Linked DNA regions of Gossypium hirsutum: regions 2 and 3 are each linked to region 1. A link is a contact called in public Hi-C data. All regions are on one chromosome and are shown on one strand. Each heading gives the region's core, a stretch centred on a gene start, on an enhancer-like site or on the middle of the called end of the contact. The rest is flanking DNA. Distances are from core to core; before and after follow the strand shown. Region 1 overlaps LOC107916586 (alpha-glucan water dikinase, chloroplastic). Region 2 holds the start of LOC107916583 (protein SAR DEFICIENT 1). Region 3 holds the start of LOC107916592 (F-box/kelch-repeat protein At1g23390).

What was found. Hi-C and Micro-C count contacts between places; a contact is called where the count stands out from the background.
Region 2: a contact with region 1 is called in a Hi-C map of leaf, with 1.8 times the contacts expected there. The contact joins the promoter of LOC107916583 here to the enhancer-like site in region 1. A contact is called at or near these places in 4 of 34 Hi-C or Micro-C datasets (hypocotyl and leaf).
Region 3: a contact with region 1 is called in a Hi-C map of leaf, with 1.7 times the contacts expected there. The contact joins the promoter of LOC107916592 here to the enhancer-like site in region 1. A contact is called at or near these places in 3 of 34 Hi-C or Micro-C datasets (callus and leaf).

Annotation. Positions count from the first base shown.
Region 1 is chrA01:100,777,063-100,781,453 of Gossypium_hirsutum_v2.1, forward strand. It overlaps LOC107916586 (alpha-glucan water dikinase, chloroplastic), which reads right to left. Exons shown (of 36, transcript XM_016845865.2): 33 at 3,627-3,800; 34 at 3,438-3,530; 35 at 3,158-3,273; 36 at 2,284-2,711. The coding sequence ends at 2,507. Among protein-coding and RNA genes, the nearest start is that of LOC107916586, 14 kb to the right of the region's middle. Within about 2 kb of position 2,054, at least 2 of the 9 cell types and tissues checked have an H3K27ac peak or open chromatin away from gene starts, as enhancers often do. A contact at or near this core is called in leaf, where this site is marked.
Region 2 is chrA01:101,099,989-101,104,379 of Gossypium_hirsutum_v2.1, forward strand. It overlaps LOC107916583 (protein SAR DEFICIENT 1), which reads right to left and starts at 2,196. Exons shown (of 4, transcript XR_005925758.1): 1 at 1,801-2,196; 2 at 868-902; 3 at 59-232.
Region 3 is chrA01:101,049,789-101,054,179 of Gossypium_hirsutum_v2.1, forward strand. LOC107916592 (F-box/kelch-repeat protein At1g23390) reads right to left here and starts at 2,337. Exons shown (of 1, transcript XM_016845880.1): 1 at 985-2,337. The coding sequence starts at 2,267. The coding sequence ends at 1,311.

The sequences.
Region 1 (4,391 bases), core at 804-3,303:
CTCTCATATCAAAAGGAGACATAAGTTGAATTTGATGAGGATAACATGATCTTCTTTTTTCTTTTCAATGGCTTCCTGATATCCATATCTACTCTAAAACGCAAGAAACTCATGAATCCTCTACTCAGAGGTTTCGCATTGTACTCCACAAAACATCCAACAAAATTCCCCATTTGGTTTGCCACACTTTCTGGAAAGAAACCAAGGGGAAGATCATTAACCTGAACTCGTAAAGGTGAAAATACCAGAGGAACTTGCATCGGGTTTTCATTTTCTCTAAACGATGATAAATCAACAAGTGATTATTGAAAGTCCATGGGCCCCTTCCATTACACACTTGATATCCATCTCATGGAAAAACTTGAAAAGAAACATTTTTTCTCCAAAATCTGAGATCAGTACTCCCGTTAAGGGATGCCAAAGATTTACCGTAGTATTTTTCATAGCTAGGAAATAAACAATACTTGATGTTAATAAACAACCAACCAAACAGAACTCGTAAGTCGATTTTTGTGCCTCCCGATCTATTAGCAACGAAATTTCAATATCTTCTTCATCTTCAAGATTTAAGCCTTCCATTTCCTTCTCTATCTTGTCTTCTCTCCATAACTAACGTAAAAAAAAAACTTTAAAAAGACAAAACAAAACTTCAAAAAAAAAAAACAAGCACAAGAATACTAAAAGACAAAATAAAACCAAAAATGCTACCAAGAGCAGACAGAGGACGTGCTACCAAGAGCAGACTATTTTTCGTTTTTAACCTCACTAAAACTTAGCGCCCATTCAAATGGACCTACAGGACTAATATCTAACAGACAAAAATCAAGGAATCGTCAAATAATTTGGACTGAAAATCGTCAAAACATGTTATTTTTAATTATTTCTCAATACAATTTTATTTTAAAAATTAAAGTTAATTGGAGCCAACGAGACCTTTTTCAAACAGTTAATTTTGGAAATAATATAATTATTAATTTAATATCTTCAACTAAACTCTCAAATCTATATACCTATGCATAAAAAGAGTGTCTATGGATATTGGCATAATGACACCTTGGAGGAATGGATAATGGGCTAATCCCAGATTTGGTCCGTCACATTTTGTTGATTATGCAATTAGCATGTTAAATTAAGTCCATACCTTTAATAGATTAATTTATTTGTTACTAAATTTAGACCAAAATAAGTTATATTTGCTCAGAATAATAAAAAATTATGTTTGAATAAAATTTATTAATTATGTATAATGATAATAATTGAAAAAGAATTTAATAATTTAAAACTATATTTATAATTTCAAATTTTAATAACTTGAAAAAAAATTATTTTTTATTAAATTTGTATAATTTTTTAACATTATTATCATTTATAAAAAAATAAATTATATTTAGATGATCTTAACAACTAGAAATTTTAAGCACCAGTCAAATAATTTCACATCAACTTTTAAAAATGTAAATTTATCATTATACACTTCACCATACTTAGTATTTTCTCTAACTTAACTTTAATTAAATTAGTAAAAATTTTAAAAATTTTAATAAATAAATAAACATGTTTTCTTATTTTATAATTTTCAAATAACTTTTAGTTTTTTTTTAATTTAATCATCCCAAATTCCAGTTTCTAATATTTTTCTAGGCTTTTTAATTTTTGATGACTGGTTTCAGTTTTTCTATTTTCGTCATTTTTATAATTTTTATCAGTTTTTTAATGTTTAACAATTGATTTCAATATTTTCAAATTTCACTTTTGATTAATATTGTTCCTGCAAATAGTTTCAACATGTTGACATTCTCTTTTCCAAATTTTCAATTATTTTTAAGTAGTTTAAATAAAATTAAATTAAAAAAGATATCATATATGATTGAGTGTATATAATATTTATATGTCCTTAAAAATTAATAATAATTATATATTTTAGGATAATTTTAATATTAAGTTGGGTAAAAACATTGTCCCGCAAGTAGGATGGGCAGATGATAGGGCTGTTTCTTGGCATCATACCTTGATTAATTTAACTACAAATGAATGTGTTTAGGCCCACATGAACAAAACTTGCGTTTTGCTCCGACCAAAACTGGTAGTCGGACGATTCTCAGTCTAGCTCTCCCAATCCCTGTACTCCTCCCCCACTTAAAATTTAATCCTTCCATCATAAGCTAATTTTTAATTTTAAAAATACTAAATAATCCAATATCTGAATAGAATAAAATTTCTCTAATAATCTTGTCAACTAAAAGAAAAGAAGTAAAAGGTCTAAATTTAAGAGTAGATAGAATAGGACCCCAGGAAACATCTTCATATAATGTATGCATACACGTACAAACAAGTTATTAGTTCTGCGATTTAGAATATTTATTCTTTCTTTATACATTTTGTTTCTATTTCATTTTCACCTCTTCTTCAGTGTTGTATGTTTTACTCATTTTACAACGTCGGCATAGGCAAAAAAACACTGCCCAAAGAATATAATTATTATACTAAAAAGAAACAAATGAGAGGATCACATCTGGGGTCTTGTCTGGACAACATACACCTTCCCATCTCTGATCACACCTTCTATGTCTTGTGGAGATCCATACAGTTCCTCTACGGCATTTCCTGCACCAGCAATGCTAGAAAGGATTGCTTGTTGAAACTTGCCATCATTTATCAACGGGTCCGATGAGTAATCAACCACCACTTTCTCTTCTTCATCCATTGGCACACTGCACAAAAAAGATTGGTGTTATTAAGCGTCCGTGCAAAAGTTTCTTTTAAAAAGAATTAGGGGAACAAGATCATATGATAAGTAACTTTCTTTGTTAGACCAAATTGCAAGACCAAGAACAAGTGCTAGACTTTTAGTGGCGTTAGTATTGGCCATCTGGAGATTCCTCTAGGCTCTAGAAAAGCAGTTACTACATAAAAATCTAACCATGCCCTTTGCATGAAAAACAATAAGGCAGATTGGACCCTGCTTCCTTCAGCCGTAAATGTTCACTTCATGTGCATCTCCGGAAGAATAAAATAATAGACATTGATCACTAACAATTCGGAAGATGGAACAGTTTTCCATTTAAGGACAGTACAGTCCCAACAAAAGGAAAAATCAAACACATCAAATAATAAGCACACTGCACGCTTTCTGCAAGGAAGTTTGGAAGGAGATTACCTGTCATAAAGGCCAGCACCTGCATAACCTTCTAGATCTTCACCATTAGAATCAGATCGGAAGATAATGGAACGCCTTATGAAGAGACCAATTGGTTTGCTTGGATATCCCAAAACCTGAAATATGTCGGAAATCGTTAGTGGAGAATATGATTAGTTGCTTTGTGATCAAATATAATTTTTTCAATGATATGATGGTAAGGGAATTGTATTGATGGTTAATCTTATTCTGCATTACTTCGTTAATTGTACCCAGTATTAAATATGTAGGCATGTTTTACCTGAGGAGAGTTGAGATTGTTTTTCTTGCAAACAAAACTCAAAGCACGACCTGGATAAGCTCCAACAAGAGTTTCTCCAAGTCCCTTGACAACCTAAGTCAAACAGAAATCAAATAATTCCTTTTTCTTCCTCAAGGGGAACAAATGACAGGAGATCATGATAGAAAATTGATAAATGCTGATGCATACCTCAGCATAGATCTCTGAAGTGTCCCCTGACGATGGATTAGTAGTATGAATAACAAATGCATAGTCAGCATTGATTACTTCCTGAACCAGGACAGCCATACAGAGGTAGTCGTGATCTAGTTTGACTTTCCTGGTGCTGAAATATGCTCTCTCATTCCATTTTGAAGCCCATACCTAGATTGAAAGCATAAAACAAATATGTCAGTGCTATAGATCAAAATGGAAATCTGTGACTACAAGCCAGCAAAACAATTAAATTAAGAACTATGTGAATAGAAGGAACAAATTTTGAAAGACCTAGTTACAGGTAAAAAGTTAACGTGGCTGAATGCTAAAAGAAACATAGTGTATGGATCACAGAATTTTAGGAAAAGGAAATTGGAGAAAAAAACTAAAATGCAGAGAAAGACAAAAGGCATCCTTCTCCTGTTTGGATGCAAGTAAAACGTAAAGGACAATGACATTACTCATTGTGATCCTAGTATGATTACAGATAAAACACTATTCGAATGAAGTGGCATGTTGTAGAAATCAAAATTTATCCTATGTTAGGATCAAAGTAAAGGGAAGGAAAACAAGAACCTTTATCTCGTTTGGATAAGTTATTTTATTTAAACACGGGAAAGTAAAGAAAGTTGAGTATCCATTACTTTCCCTTGAAAAGAAAATTGGACGTGAAACATACTTTTTGTCCTTCTAATCTTTTATAAATTGTTTTATAAAAAGGATATAATTGGAAGAAAAATCATAACGTATTGTTTTCTT
Region 2 (4,391 bases), core at 946-3,445, 320 kb after region 1:
TCAAGATATTAAGTTACTTGACTTTTAAAAATTAGTATCATTAAGAAAGGATACTTACATTCACCATAATGGTCTTTAACAACAAAAGCTTCAGTCATGGCTTCACGAATGCGACCACCTTAGAAACTCCCTTGTGCAACTTCAGAAGCAACGGTTTTTTACCTGCACTGCGCGCTCGAGCTTCACCATTTGAACTATTAATCCACTTATCTTGTGTTATGCACCATTTTTCCTGTAATACAGTAAGTACATAAAAAATACATCATGGAACAACAAGACAATATAACCCTCAATCACCTTTGCTTTCTTTGACAACTTGAAAGCCACTGAAATGAGTTACAGCATCAAAAATAAATAGTGCAGGCCATGCAGTAACAACAAAGTTCAATGACCATGAACAATACTATTTCAAAGAAAAGTATCACATGAATCTGTCTATCATCCAAGAGAATCTTGAGAATCTGCCTAAACCCCATGACTACTGTTCAACTTTATCATTATTGTCATCCCTTTCCCTCCCAATCAAAATATCATTACCACCCTATTCTAATTCACGACTTTATGAGATTTTAATTCTAAAACAAAGCACAAGTTCTCTATACAATATGATTATTTAAAAATGATATAGCTAAATTTTTGTCTTTCACTTTTAGTCTCATTTCCAGAATCATTTTAGAATCATAGATAATTATCATCCTGCATTTTTGAGCCAATCACTATCATATTTATTATTAACTAATTTAAAGGCTTCATACACGATAAACATTATATGTCCAAATAAGATTCAGAACAGGAGGACACTACATGACTATTCCAAATTCTCAATGCAACCAGAAAAAAGTTAACCAAGCAGAAAAAGAGACCCACCTATTCTGGCTGCCTTCCAAAAGAAACCACAAAACCTGTCAAACAAGCATATTACACCAAATTAGCCCCAATTCTCAACACTTCCTACCAATAATTTCTGATTCCAAAGTAGAAGCTATAAATACTAGAAACAAAAACGTTAATATAACTAGTTTAGATACCAAAGAGAAAAGACAAAGAGGGCCAAGATTAACTGGAGTTATGCAACTTTAATTAATTTAAGCTCTTCATAGAGAAAGAAATCAAGAAGTTGAAGTTATCTAAGAAGATGCACATGATCAGAAAAAAGACAAAAAAGCCAAAAAAAAAAATTCTTGATACAATTGAGAACTCTACTTCAAACTTCACCAATGCTAAACTTACAACTATATCATTGTGACTATATTTGTTGCCTTGCTAGTTGCCACCCAAAACAGTCCATTTAATTTGCAAAATTGCATCAAAAAAATCAAGACATAAGACAATAAATTTGAATGCTCAAAGATGAAAGAAGGCAAAATCAAAACCAGCCTAGATAGAAATCATCTGTTTTCCTTCTCTTTCTCTTTTAATTTCTTTTTTTGCAATGGATAGAATATACAATAGAGGAAATCTAGCTCCACAAACATTTGGTTACAACATCAACTGCCCTAACATCCCCCATCTTAATAATTTCAGTTCAACGTAGCTATTCCAAATTACAAATCTAACTCATCTATACGAACACCGGAAAAATAACTGCATGACTTAATCACATACAACTTGATCATTTATAGCTCATATACCAATAAAAATAAAATATAAAAAAAAAGATCATCAATGGATGAGATAGGTAATCGCCAGAGCAAGTAAAAGGAGAATGAAAGCAACTCCTTGATCAACGACAGTACCATCGTTGGACGGAAGTGGTGCAGGCGATGAACCCATGCCTTAACCCTAGAAAAGAAAGCATACCTTTTCTACGACTTTCCTTTCCCTTGTAGGCCTATCACTACTAGGCGTCACTGGCTCTTTCTTCTCAGCCAAATCTCAACCAGATTTCCTAGAACGCCCCTTTCTACTTATACCTTTGACCTTTTTAGTCCCTTATCTTCACTCTCTTCTTCTTCCTCCTCCCCCCTCTTCTCTTCCTCTTCCTCTTCTTCTTCTTCTTCTTCTTCTTCTTCTTCTTCTTCTTCTTCTTCTTCTCTTCAAAATCTATTTGTTTCTCCAAAACCCTAACAGATCGATAGAAAAGGAGTAGCTATGGTGGGTGAATTCAAATTTTGAGAGTAAAAGGGAAAAAGAAATAAGTACAAACTTGTATTTGGGGGATTTGGTTAACGAGTGGGTTACCAAAAAATAATTTTTGGGTTAGCCGGATTTTGCCTTTTTTTATAAAAAATAATGGCCTTTTGCGGCGTTTTCTAACAAAACGCCAGTAACTCTCAGATTTTTTGCCGCGTTCCCACTAGAAACGGCACTATAGCTCAACTTTTGCGGCGTTTTACCTAAAAACGCCACTATTGCTCAATTTTAAATTTTTTTATTTTTAACATATTTTTTTCTATTTTTTTCTTTCAAAATTTTTGTGTTGAGATTATCATTTTTTGGATTTTTTTAAATTTTGAATATTGAACTTTTTAACTGAAATATGGACTAAAATTTTAAATTTTAAATATTAAATTTTTAAGTTTTTTATTTTGATTTAATCATAGAGATTTTAAAAATAAATACATCAATATATTTTTATATTGAATAAATATAAATATTTATGTATGCAATATATAAATATAAAATGATGTTATAACAATAATTGTGTTAATAATTTATAAGAACTAGATTAAATTAAAGTTCATATATACAATTGCACCTTGATCCCATATTTATCCCTAAACACTAAAAACTAAACCCTAAACCATAAGTCTTAAACCCTAAACCCTAAACTATAAATATAATTAACTCAATAATTTAAAATTAATACTCTCTTTTATAATTATATAAGAAAATATTTATCATATAAATTAAAAAATACTAATTAATCTAAACCCTAAACTTCTAATCCCTAAACCATAAATCCTAAAACATAAACACTAAATCATGAACCCCTAACCCTTAACCTATAACCCCTAACACCTAAACCTTAAACCCCATCCTTAAACCACACTTAAATCATAATCCCTAAACCTTAAAATAGTAACTCATAAACATTCAACCATTAACCATATACCGTAAACCCTAAACTATAATGATAATTAATTTAATATTTTAAAATTAATACTATCTCTTTTACAATTATATAAGAAAATATTTAACATATAAATTAAAAAATAATTAGTCATATACCAAAAATAATTACGGGGTATTGACTGGAAGGCCGGTGGGAGGGGTGGATCTTGGGGATTTCAAATCGGGGAAAAATCATTAAGGATTTGGGATGTCAAATTTAGGAATGGGTGATAATACTTTAGGGATCCTAAGAGGAAAAAAGGGGGAAATAAAAATCAAGAAAAATGGGGAAAATGATAGAGGGGATTACAGGATATTGACTGGAAGGCCGGTGGGTGGGGTGAATCTTGGAAGTGAGAGGGTTTAGGGTTTTAAGGGATATAGTTTAGTATTTAGGGTTTTTAGGGTTTAGAGATTTACTCTTTTAAGGGTTATAGATTAGTGTTTATGATATTTTTTAGGGTTTAGGATTTTAAGGGTTATATGACTTTTAGTGGCATTTTACCAAAAGCGCTGCCAATGATCCGATTTTTAGTGGCGTTTTACAAAAAGCGCCGCTAATGATCTAGCTTTTAGCGGCGTTTTACAAAAAGCGCCGCTAATGTTCTGGTTTTTAGCGCCATTTTTGGTGAAACGCCGCTATCGCTCTGTGTTTTACAATTTTTACCGCGTTTTATAAAAAAAACGCTGCTAAATACGCCGCTAAAGCCCTATTTTTCTATAGTGTTTGTATAATTGTTTCTGTTGTGAATTTAATGTTCTATTTTGCTTGGTAATACTCTGAAACCCTAATCTGGCAACGGAGACGGGTTAAGGGTGTTACATGGACTCTATCTATGACAACCATACAATAATGCTACATAAGACAAAATACAACATAAAGAAGAACCCCACAGTCTAGATACTCATTGATGATTTCAATGAAGTTGTTATTCTATCACTACTATTGCATGCACAACTCTTCTTTCTACTCGATCACTTGTTGCTTCCTATCCAATGATCTCCTTTTAACAGGATTTCAAAGTGTAACAGAGCAGAAAAAAAAAGAGAGAAGGGAAAAACCCCCACTAAAAAGGTTTTCACCGATATTTATCTTGCAACATTTTCTCTTAGGGCGAACATAACACGTGGCTAACATGTAAGGCTAACTCCATTCTATCATGACCAACATAATCATTATAGACTATAATATATCAAGAATAATCATAACACTTTGGTATTTTTTAACTAAATCCTAGTTAAAACTAAACTAGAACTGAATAGAAATCAGATGTGCACAAACAAATAATAATCAAATCCACACTCCTTTATTAGCGTACATAAACAAAAGGTCTTAA
Region 3 (4,391 bases), core at 1,087-3,586, 270 kb after region 1:
TGTTTAAAAAATATTTGTATGATAAAAATAATTTCTAAACAAGTAACAAAAATTTAAACTAAATCATCATATGTATTATATTAGTCTAAAAAAGAAATTAATAATATGATTACTAATAAAATTAATAAGAAAAATAAACATCATATCTAATTTTATCTAATTGCTCTAGTGCATATTTGTTGGGTTATTTCTCTTTAATATTTAACACATGCTTATTATCATCATCTGTTGGTCCTTAACCGAGTTCATTATTATTTAAATTTGAATATGCATCATTAATATTATCAAGATTTCCTTTTTCCATGTACTTTTCAAAGTACGGATCATATCAATTTCACCTATGGTTGAAGTTATAAAATATACAACATGCTAGTACGATCTAAAATTATTTTTTATGCTATACTAAGGTGATGTTAATGCAAAAAAATAGATTTTTTTAGAATAACAATTGTCTTCTCAATCATATTTCAAAGCCTTGATTGACTCAAATTAAAGAGTCTGCAAGTTGTCTATTGTGTTTATATCTAGCATCATTCTCTCAAATGGTATCATATCTGAAATATAGTGCAAGAAAACCTGTTGCATTTATATAATTAGCGTAAACCTTATACTATTTGGATTTGCAGTCCAAATTATTTGTAGATTTAATTATAAAAACTTAAATAAACTTAATTTGAAAAAAAAATGCTATGTTATATTATTTTTATAATACATAAAAGTCAAAAAAATAATGTAAAATTTATAATATTTGTACAATAATTTTTCTAGTATTTTTTTTTAAATAATATAATTTTAGAAGTTATTTTCTTTAAATAAGTTACTATAACAATTTTAATTATATAAGTTGATTTTTATATACTATAAGATATAAATTACTTTTATAATAAACATTTTGGTATAAGATTTAGAATTCAAATAATATTACAACTTATATCAAAATTTCAGACCATGACAAAAAGTAAAAGGAAAGAAAGGGGACAAGAGTCAAAATAGAATAGGGCGTTTTCATCCAGGTTTAATATGGATTATGTACTGTCCAAATACGGGTAAAAAATACACATCAAATTAAGCACACACTGACACGCATCAAATAACGCCGTGAACAAGGATAAAATATTAAGCAAATCCCACTACTTAACTTTTAAGGAGAGTGAATATTTCATTACCCGACCCCACCAATTTAGCTATTTCACCCAACCCCACGTCTGAGCACGTAAGCACCACCCTTTCTGCCACTCTGCTCCGATCACCCACCGCCGCATTCTTCAAACTTCCCCACCGACACCACCCTTCTTCCCCAACTTCCAACGCTACCAATTCCCCAGGCTCCCCAGGATTATATATATATAGAAAAAACCACCCATACAACTTACTCTTACCGAATTCAAGCTTGTTCCCTCTCCTTTCAGCTTCTCCACCAACTCCGTCGGCATCACCCCGATTTCTTTTCCAAACTCCAATGACTCCCCGTTTAGTTCCCACACTTTTACATAGTTTACATCCTCGGCATCTCCAAGCAGACCCAGCATGATCAAGTTGCCCCCAACACAAGTTATCACCGAAAAGTAAATGCTCCGATCCGGACGGAGATCGAAGGGTCCGTACCAGGTCTTCGAATCGGGATTAAAACTGTGGGTGACTCCGGTTGACTGCTCCATCATGAAAACTGTTCTAGTATTAGCAGCAATGGAAAGCCACGTTGAGGAAGCTGAGTCTTTAAGCGTGGCAGGCATGGACTCGGTCCTTTCCCACGTACGAGTGCTGATGTCGTAGATTTCGACCGCCAAAGGGTCGTCCTCGAAGTCGCAAGCTCCGCCGGCGACGACGATACGGGGACCAACCATAGCGACGATGGGATCGAGTCGCCAGACTGCGGGTGGGTTCACGTGGTGCCACGTCAGATGGAAAGGGTCAATGGAGAAGGAGAAGTTGGAAGGGTGAAGGACGTGGAGGAGGGTGGAATTGGAAGAACGTAGGGGTGAAACGTGTTGAGGGGGCTGCTTTTGGTTGATTCGGAGCCAGATGTCGGAGCGGGGATCGTAAGCGAAGAAAGCGGTGGCGTGTGGGCGGCGGATGCTCTGAGTGTGGACCAGGAGCCATGGTTTGGGCTTGTTGAAGCGACTAAGGGAGGAGGAAACGGCGGCGTTCCAGGTCTTGGAGACGAAGCAGGCTGGGAGAAGATTGATGAGAGGCACGTAAGACAAAATTGTTTCTAAGACATCTCCATGGATGGCGACTTCCTCTTCCTTCTTCTGCTCTTCAGCCATCTTCAAATTATTGCAGTTTTGGGCTGTAACATAATTAATACGGGTAGAAACAATAGAGTGGTACACCCTTTCCATTTCTAAACATGATAATAACATTTTGCATAAATTAAATGAAAATATAATAATTTAAAAAGTTAAAATGGTTTATCTTTGCATGTCAATGTCAATTAATAAGGTAACCACATGATCAAAATTTTTAAAAAATAAATTTATTGAAATCATCATCCAGTTTATCTTATAATTTCATTAAAAAAATTATAATAGATGTTACGAGTTAATAAAATATTAATTATGTAAGAAATATTATAAAAATATCTTTTTAAATAAATAATAGTGTAAAATATTGATTGACGGTGATATTAACTTAACTATGAAATTATTAAAATACCCTTACTTTGAAGGGTAATGAATATTATTATAAGGTGTTTTCATCTTTTCATACTTTAATATAACCTTCAAATAAAACAATTGAAAATTCAATTGAGAATTGAACACAAGACTAACAAATTCATATAAAAAATTCTTTGTCACTCCATTAATAATCATTTGTCATTATATTTATATTAATATAAAATATTTTCGTTGGGTGTGCTAAAATTTGGTATTGGTATTGATATTGGTAATATTAGTAATATAAAATTTAGTAATATGTCACAAGTCAACTCAACTCTAACTCATAATTGATGATCACACTATGAAAAATAATTGTAGTGCATTTAGTATTGTTAATATAATATGTTTATGTGTTTAAATTTTGTTTTAATCTCAATTTAATCTAATTTTTATTTTAAAATCATACATATTTCATATATTATTATAATTAATTAGATTCAAACCATACGTTTCATTATTTATTGTATGTTACTTTTGAACACACATCTATATTCTAAATTTTTGGGTTCCAATACACATGCAGCATAAAATTTTCAGTCTTAATAAAATCGGAGGTGGTTAATTTTTATAATAGAAAAAACTTTTCTTAATATAAATGCTTACCAATTAATAACAAAACTATAAATGATTGTATTTAGAAAAAAAAGTAAACAAAAACAAAAATGATGAGTATTTGATATATATATATTTTAAATTATTATATATATATTTTTAATATTTTATTATACTTATATAAAACACTTATCAATTATTTACTCTACTTAAAAAGTTTAAAAACATGTACTAAATAAAAAAGAAGATTAAGAAGCATGATTTGTGGTGACGGGGCGCTGCCCTTGAGTATATGGACCGCAAAATCCTAAAGCTAGCATTACCCATTGCTGTTTTGCTCTCAATTTTTTATCTTATTGAAAATGATAGAATGAAAAGAGTCATTTTCGTGTTAACATTCAATGCCAAGTTTTCTCTAACAAAACTCAACCCATCCCGCCACTAAATGATTCCTGGTGATGGTTGTTAGCGAGTACACTAAAGTAATGATAGTTGAAACTTGAAATTGCAATATTGATATGTGTCCTCATCCAAATTTTGTATTTGCTTCGTTTCTACACTATATAAACTCACAACTAATAGCTCCAATAAGCCTCAATACAATATGATTTAGCAAAGTAGCTAATATACATAATTTATATTATCAAGTAAGCAAATCAAAATTTGTTTGCAATTCATTACGTTGTCAATACATTGTTTCATAAAAAAGGAACTCAGCATATTATTTAAGTCAACTATTTTATAATCAATACAACCAAAGAATTGGTTAATTTGAAGCAATAACATGAAATAAAATTCGGATTGTGTCGGGTAACCTCAAGGTCAAGTAGGAGTTGAAGGACGGGAGTAGAACTTCGGTTCAAGGTTGAGGTGGGCAAAAATGCGCCCTGCCCCGCCTCATTATCATCACTAGTCTCAATTCCCTTTTTCGTTTCTAAATTTTGTCACATTAACTTTTTTTAGGGTAAACTACACTAGTAGTCACTCAACTATGAACAATTACAAAATGGTCACCCAACTATTAGTGTTCGTCACTTTTGGTCACCAATTGACTAATGGTGGTAGCTTTTAGAATTTGCATGATAGAAACTTTAACCCTCAACATTTATACATTGTGTCAATTTACTCCTAATTCTAAAAAAAATTGCGACACACATATGCATTAATCATATCTCATGT